Linked DNA regions of Zea mays: all the other regions are linked to region 3. The links are chromatin contacts, called in public Hi-C maps. All regions are on one chromosome and are shown on one strand. The core of a region is the stretch at or near the end of the contact, and the rest is flanking DNA. Distances in the headings are between cores, read along the strand shown.

Evidence for each region. A called contact is a pair of places that touch in the nucleus more often than the background predicts.
Region 1: a Hi-C map of ear shows a contact between it and region 3, with 2.5 times the contacts expected there. The contact joins the promoter of LOC100284757 here to the promoter of LOC100286013 in region 3. A contact is called at or near these places in 3 of 25 Hi-C or Micro-C datasets (ear, leaf and tassel).
Region 2: a Hi-C map of leaf shows a contact between it and region 3, with 7 times the contacts expected there. The contact joins the promoter of LOC100284035 here to the promoter of LOC100286013 in region 3. A contact is called at or near these places in 5 of 25 Hi-C or Micro-C datasets (bundle sheath, endosperm, leaf and 1 more).

The regions. Positions count from the first base shown.
Region 1 is chr4:203,762,650-203,765,349 of Zm-B73-REFERENCE-NAM-5.0, forward strand. It overlaps LOC100284757 (fasciclin-like arabinogalactan protein 10), which reads left to right and starts at 1,411. Exons shown (of 1, transcript NM_001157652.2): 1 at 1,411-2,542. The coding sequence starts at 1,592. The coding sequence ends at 2,395.
Region 2 is chr4:203,492,859-203,495,590 of Zm-B73-REFERENCE-NAM-5.0, forward strand. LOC100284035 reads right to left here and starts at 1,328. Exons shown (of 6, transcript NM_001156933.2): 1 at 762-1,328. The coding sequence starts at 1,093.
Region 3 is chr4:203,622,929-203,625,628 of Zm-B73-REFERENCE-NAM-5.0, forward strand. It overlaps LOC100286013 (zinc finger protein ZAT3), which reads right to left and starts at 1,262. Exons shown (of 1, transcript XM_020551970.2): 1 at 251-1,262. The coding sequence starts at 1,186. The coding sequence ends at 371.

The DNA of each region.
Region 1 (2,700 bases), core at 161-2,660, 140 kb after region 3:
ACTGTTTGGAATACCGTAGAATATTCCGGACAGGAGAGCTTTTTGGAGAATTCACCTGTGCACGACCGTCCGGACCCTTCCGACGGACCGTCTGCGACACCTCGGTGAGCCTTGGGCAGAAACTGTGCAAAACTCACATCCCTACTACGGATTGTTCGACAGATAAGTGGGTACCGTCCAACACCATGTGCGGACTGTCTGGCCTCAAGCGTGGATCGTCTGCCCATTGGAAACCAGAGAAACCCGAAAGTGCCAAGTTCGGTAAAAAGGAATTATAGTGTTCTCACGGACTGTCTAGGGTGCACGGCCGAACTGTCCGCGATGGCTTTATTTGACATCTGACGACGCATTTAATGCACTTATAGTCGTTGATATAGCCATTACTATTGATAATTGTGATTTTAGTCGTTGATGTGCAGGGGCGGACCGTCTGGGCCAGGAGCGCGGAACGTCCGCGGTTGGCAAAAAGTGGGCAACAACTAGGAAGTGGTTGGTGGCACAACACATCGAATGGGCACTTGGGTCTCTACAGTGACTCGTACATCGGTACGACGAAACGGTGCACCATACCGAGTGTGCGCCTGTGCACGCTGGCAGGTGATGAAGGCCCATGACAACAGGAGAAGCCACGCCCCATACGACCGCACTTTAAGACTGATCCGTGGAACCCATTACAAATATGTCAGCGATGGACTCGCTACAAGAGCCAAAGCAACAGGAAAGGACGATGCCGTGTCAGGAGTACAGCTACGCACGACCCTACGAAGGACCCACCACGCCAACCCAGGGAGCAGATCTCTCTCTCTCTCTCTTTCCAGTAGAGTACAAGTCCCACTATAACGTCCTACCCTTGAGATATAAAAGGGAAGCAATACTACGACTAACACTATACTGGAGTAGGGTGCGAACTCGAACTAATATAAACCACATGTCTTAGATCTCTCACCGAGTCCCAGAGACTCACCATTCCGAGTGAGTCTGCGAGCTCTCAGCCGAACAAATCTCATTGTTCTCTGGTTTTCGAAACCATGATACCTCCTAAGATAAAAAATTTTATGTGGTTCTTAGAAAATAATGTGCTTTGAACCAAAAATAACTTGATCAAAAGAAACCGGAATGGAGATGCTTCCTAATGTTTTTTGTGATCATATGGAATCTGTGGATCATATGTTTCTCAAATGTTCTATCTCTAGAGTAATTTGGGGAGCGGTGGCAAAGTGGTTGAACTCTGGTAACATTCCTGCAGATCTTAAGCAATGCTAGAAATCAGGAAATGGTTATCTGTTTGTGCTCATGAAATTCAAAATATTCATACAATAGCTGTATCCTGTGCTGCTGGCTGGTCCCTCCCTTCTCCGGCCGTACTCCCAGCCTGTCTTTTGTCGTCCTCTTTCATTTCTTTGTCTCCTTCCTCTAGCCTGGTTTCTTTGTGGCGATGAGCTGAGCAACAAGTCTGGTTTGTGTGAAGGTATTTCTTTCTGTAAAATCACAAAGCCAGCCCATCACCTCAGTCCTCACACTGACATTTCACTCTCGGCTGCTGGAGTGTCGGCCGCTGCCATCTGCCTGCCGCTCACTCCCACGCGCCGCAATGTGCCACTCCCCACTCGGCGCCGCCACCACCACCGCGGGGGCGCTAGCGCTCCTCTTCCTCCTGCCGCTAGCCTCGGCCGCCGCCGCCGGCGGCGGCACCGCGGCGAAGGCGACGCCCAACATCACGGCGCTCATGTCCAAGGGCGGGTGCAAGGCGTTCGCGTCGCTGCTGGACAAGTCCCCCGACGCTCTGTCGGCGTTCGAGTCGGCGGTGAGCGGCGGCGTGACGGCGTTCTGCCCGACGGACGAGGCCGTGCGCGGGTTCATGCCCAGCTACCGGAACCTGAGCGCGGACGGCAAGGCGTCGCTGCTGCTGTTCCACGCGGTGCCCGTGTACTACACGCTGCGGGGCCTGAAATCCAGCAACGGGCCCATGAACACGCTGGCCACCGACGGCGCCGCCAGCAACTACAACCTGACGGTGCAGAACGCGGGCGACCAGGTGACGCTGCGGACGCCGGCGGCCGACGCGCCGGCCCGCGTGCGCTCCACCGTCTACGACAGGGACCCCGTCGCCATCTACGCCGTGGACGCGGTGCTGGAGCCCGTGGAGCTGTTCGACCCCGTGGCGGACGCGCCGACCCCTGCGCCCGCGCCGGCGCCGGCGCTGGCGCCTAGGTCCGCCAAGCGGACGCGGCACCAGCGGCGGCGCGGAGCGGACGCGCCTGGCCCGGCCGCCGCCGACGCCTCGCCGGCCGACCAGAGGAAGGACTACAAGAAGAACGCGGCGGCCCCGTGCCGCACGCGGTGGCTCGCGACCGCCGCCGCCGCTATCGCCGTGGCCGCCGCCTTGGCTGCTTAGGGCGGGGTGGTTTAAAGATTGCTCGGCCACCCAGCTGTTGTCTTTGGATGGAGACGCCATGCCTTTTTGGTTCTTGGTCATGCTCGGTTGCTTATTACTTCATCGATTACTGCCGTTGTTAGTATGAAGTATGAACAAGGTCGATATGTGACCTGGTGGTGTACATCAAAACTCAAATCTTGTTGATTCGTAAGGGCGTGGCCAGGTTTGGTTATGCTGACTCAGAGAGAGCGAGCAGTTCATTCTTCTAGCTGCAATGGGTGTGTAGAGAGCAGAGGTTCCATATCCATGGTCGACGAGCAGCA
Region 2 (2,732 bases), core at 78-2,577, 130 kb before region 3:
ATCTCCACCTCAAACGGAGACAAAAGACAAAAAAAAGAAAGAAAAATCAAACACGATATTTTTACAAGTGGAGGATTGTCAGATTGGCATTAAATCGATTGTAAAATGATTGTAAGAAAAAAAATATGGAATTTTCTGCAGCAGTAACAGCACCAACAAAATTTACATCAGTTGCACCAACCTAATATATATATATATATATATATATATATATATATATATATATATATATATATATATATATATATATATATATATATATATGGCAAACAAAATCTTAGCCAAATAGCATGCCGCACCCCTCTCTCATCAATCAGACAAAAATCTGATGTTCCTAAAAAATAAGGGGTATCAAGTGCAAAAGAATCAGGAGTATCAATTGCGCATGATAAATCTTTAATAAGAAATCGAACCCTACTACCCATTCAAATCAAATATACTATAAGCTAATCAAAGCAATGGATGCGAATCGAAGTAGCAGCACATGATTGCCCAGCTCAATAACAGTAGAAGGACATGTATGATCACTACGTTCATCATGTTCAATTCATCACTCAGGCAGAAAACCCAATAATAAGTTTTCAGAAGACCATTTGTTCCCCGGGAAAAAAAATTCGTTTCTTTTCACAAGATCATCATCCATTCCATTCCAGAAATAACTAAAAATAAAGCAGTAATCTATCTTGGTTCCGTCCAACCAAGTCAAAAGCATCGCCGGAGAAAGCAGTCAACCACACTGACAGAGCTTCATCATCACTCACCCCATGAGGTTGACGTGGAGTCGTTCGCTGAGCTCGACGAAGATGCCGTACATCTTGCCGAGGTCGGCGGCGTTGCCGTGGGAGAAGAGGAGGGTGAGGCTAGCCCCGGGGTGCCGCACGTAGACGGCGATGATGTCGGAGCCCCGCCGCGTGCGCACCCGCCTCGCCTCCACGCCCACGCTCCACCGCACGCCCGTCATCGCCACCCTCCTCGTTGTTGCCACCTTGTTGCACGCCGCGTCCTCGTCCTCCTCGTCCACCACGCCGTAAGACGGCGGGTCGGGAGGGAAGAAGGCCATCTTAGAGGCCACGGACGAAGTCACTCCACCCATATCCAACCAAGCAACCTCAGGCCTCCGGCCGCTGCGGCCGCAGCCGCATCAGGGTCTTCTTATCTCCGGCCGGCCGGTAAGGTGGAGGCGGCGTGGCAGCCTGGATGGAAGGGAGGGAGAGAGAGAGAGAGAGAGGTCCGGGGGCTTCAACTTCACGGGCAGCAGATTGTTTTAGAGGCCCAATTGGAAAGTTTCCAGCTCGGAGCTGCACCACGGAAGGACGTGCATGGAATTGTTGTGTTCTTCAGGGATCTGAGTAGAAATAGTCGAGTCTCCTCCGGGGTTTATCGGAGGGGAAGGGGAGAGGGGGTTAAAGATTGGCGCGGAATTAGGGGGCGGAGCCGCGGAGTTGCCTCGCCGGGAGAGGAAGGCTGTCACGTGACCACACAAAGGAAAGCACGTGAGGTCCTACTTTTTACAAGTATTCTTCCTAAAAGATCAATACATGTAATTCCTGCATTGCCTTTCTTTGATCCGGGGCTATAAATGTCCAGAGATTTGGGCTTTGTACTATGCCAATGCTTAATTGCTTGTTGCTAAATATGGAGTGTAAGATCATACCATTATCAATATTACTACTACTACTATTAATCTACTATATTGCAATGAAATATAAGATTTCCTTCTTTTATTTTTTTCGAACAAACACCCTCTCTTTAGACTTTAGTCCCTTTTTTTGTGCATACGACATGCATGGTCCATGTAAATTGGGTGTTCCATCCATGATTTCTGTCCGGCCGGGTCCTGCTGCTGAGGATTGGATCCAGTGTAAGCTGTGCCGGCGACATGGAAATGGAGTTGGCTTTGGCTGTCATGCATGGCCACTATATATTGGGTCCCTTCACCCAGCTCACTCTTTCAGGTTGTTCCGGCCGGCAATCCTGCCATGATCATGCATACATGCTGTATTTTCGTCATATCATTGCCTGAATATCTGTACTACTTATTAAGTAAGCAATAGTAGTCTGCCTCCCTCGTTCTGCCGTTCTGCCGTTAATCGATCTCGACCGTCCGTGTTGTCGTTAATCGATCTCGACCGTCCGTGTCACGGTAGTCGCCCGCGCTAGCCGCTCGCAATCCATCCGCCCGCGTGTGTCCTCCCTCTCTGGAACCGACGCCACGAGCAACCTCTCCCTCTCTGGAACCGACGCCGCCGCCCTCTCCCCCTCCCTCTCTCTCCGTCCCTCTCGTCTCGCTTCTTCCCCAACCTGCTCGGCTTCACCAGATCGCGCCGGACACGGTCGTTGGGCCGCCACCATGATCTCGACGCGGCTCGCTCTCGGCCACTCGGGTTGGTGGTGGTGAGAGGTCCACAGCCACGTCCTAACTCCACCACTTCTCTCCTCTACGACGCGAGCAAGGGCGGCACCGACTGCGGCGTCGGTGGGAACTGGACCTCGGCCTCCCCATCTCTCTGGTACGCGTCTTCTTTTGTCTCGCTCTGCGTTCGCCTCTACCATGGAGATTAGGGTCTAGGGTTTGGTGGCGCAGCCGCCTACATCACCGGCATCCTCAACGTCGCTGTCCTTGCTCTCAGGTATCCTCATGCCCACCCACCTCCCCTCCGCCTCGATCCGCATTAACTACTCCGGCCTCACCACTTCCTCGCCGCTTCCAAATCCCAATAATACCATCGCGC
Region 3 (2,700 bases), core at 12-2,511:
AGTTCCGACACGACATTGAACCCCGTACCGTACCAATATGAACACTATACAGATTGTATCATACCGTTCACTAGTTAAGTCCATTTAACACGATTAACTTGACCATCTATAATTAAAAGAGAAGCAAATAAAGCAATGGCACAACGGCCTGTCTTCGTCTCTTGGTAGATAGATTCCATTATATATATATCAACATATACACGGATATGTACAGACTTAGTAGTACACCACTGGAGACTTCAGTTTCAGTCCAGATAAAACAAGCCGCCGATTCAGATAGATCAGAAAAACTTGCTGATTTTTCCTGAATCAGGGTGTCAAGAGAAGACACAGACAAAGACGAACCTAGCTAGCCAGCAAAGCTAGCTCTCTATATCCCAAGCTTCAGATCTAACGTCGCGTCCAAGCTGCCATATCCATCGCTCTTTTGTGGCAATGGCGGCGGCAGGTTGAGGTCCAGCGTGGTGGCCGGCGCCGCTTGTGACGACGACGTTGCCGACGGGCTGCAGGCGCCAGGTGTTGCGATCGCAGCCACCGTCGTCGTCCCCTCCGCGCATGCCGTCGTCCTCTCCCAGTGGCACCGTTTGTGCCCGCCGAGAGCCTGCCCGGTCGCGAACCCCCGAGCGCAGACGCTACACTTGTGGTCGTCGTCACACCTTGGAACGGTGGGCGGCGGCGAAGAAGCCGACTTGCTGGCGCCGCAGGTCACCTTCTTGGCGCTAGGCGAGGCGCCAAGGACACTCTTCTTGCCCTTGCCAGCGCCGGCGGGGCGTCCGCCGCCGAGCATGAGCAGGCTCGTGGCGGTCTCGCGCTCCTGCTCGGTGAACTGCAGGTCCGCGGCGGCCACGACGGTCCGGTGTTGGCGGAAGTGCGGTGGCGTCATCCCGCGCCACTGACGCTCCGGGTGGCACCGCATGTGGCCGAACAGCGCCTTCCACGACGGGAACCGCTTGCCGCACTCGGTGCACGGCGGCGTGTCGTCCCCCGTGGGCGACGACCGCACCCGAGCGACGCCGCCGCCGTCGGGGGAGAGCGCGCGGACGACGAACACGGGAGGCGGAAGCGGAAGCGGAAGCGCGAGAGACAGCGTGAGCATCGTGTCGTGGTGGGGCGCCGCCGGCAGCGGCAGTGGCTGCGGAGGACGACGAGCAGGAGCAGCCGCGGCAGGCCGGACCGGAGTGGCCATGGCGAACCACCAAGGATTGATCGATCGGGGAGGCTGGGCGACGAGGGAAGTGGAAGTTGCATTTGCGAAGGGAGCGGGGGCGATATGTAATGTACGGACGCGCTCCTGCTGTGGCGGTTGCCGACTTGACGGCCGGCGGCGGTTGCTTGCTACCCAGCGTGCATCTTGGACATGGAAGAAAACGCCTTCGGGCTTGCCGTTGCCGGCTAGGCTTGCTTCTTTTCCGCCTATCCGTTATTAATTGGGCCAAGGAGAGCTAACATTGGAGTACCATGATTGATTCGTTTGCTGCAAGTTTATACAAGAGCCCAGCCCATGCATTCCCAGGCCGGCCAGCCTTTGTGTCGTCCCTGCACTAGCTGGGCCTCTTTTTGCGCTTGCCTTGTACGTTTTTTAGCCTTGAATACGAGCAAAACACAGAGTGCAGAGTGCGGTATGATAATCTACGAATACAAAAACAGCACACAATCAAATTTTATATCCATAAAAAACAAATTTAATATCAGATTTTAAAATGATAAAACAAGCATTACATTTTATTTTAGTCAGAAGACCGAAAAAATGTATCAGCTTTTTTATAGCTCGCTCAGTCGCTCGTCGCCTTCTAGCGAGATGGTACTATATGAGAGCGATGTGTTGCGTGTGGGTATGCGAGAAGCATGAAGAGGAACGGATCTATGCGCTTCACAAATAATACACGAAACTGGTACTTTAAAGGAGTAGAGACTAGCAAAGTTCTCATGTGTTGTTACGGTTTCCATTTAGGCATTGTTTGGGAGAAGGGGATTGGAGGGAATCAAATGAGGCTAAAATCACCTTACTTTTTAAAATTAAATAGTAAAAAGGTATTAGCCCCTTCAATCTTCTCTAGTTCTATTACTCTCAAACAAGCATTTATGTTTAAATATAGAATATAAAACATAGATACGTGTGTTCTGTTAGTTTGGTGGGTTAGTTTGGTGGGTGTGAATATTGATTTGGAACCAGCAATTATAGCTCAAATATCTATTTGAGCATAATTTTAACTTTATTATCATTTAAATGTGCGGGAGTAGGACAACGATTAAAACTGATGTAGATAGATAGAAGAGATAGCAGAAAATACTATCTCATCCCGTAAATAGTGCAATCTCACCCACGCTGTGTTGAGCACGGCCTGAACATATTATGCTATTCAACATAATCTGCAGGGAGGCTTGCCCTTCTGATTCATGTTCGGAGTTCAAGTCGTCTTACGATTCGTTCCTTTGTACTCACGGACTCACGATAGGGTCTAACTTTATACGTATTTTAGGCAAAATGTACACATGTATATATAGTTTTGACAGTACAAAATTAGATAGTGAGTGTTAAGCCATGGCATGACTTGCTTGAGCAAAGACATTGAATCTAGCTTCTAGTGCAGACGATCATTGCTACTGCAATATCCAAACGTCACATGAATCTATCACAGGGAAAACATGACAAAACCATCTATCCACTATCAACAGAGGAACAAGCAAACAATGGCAAAT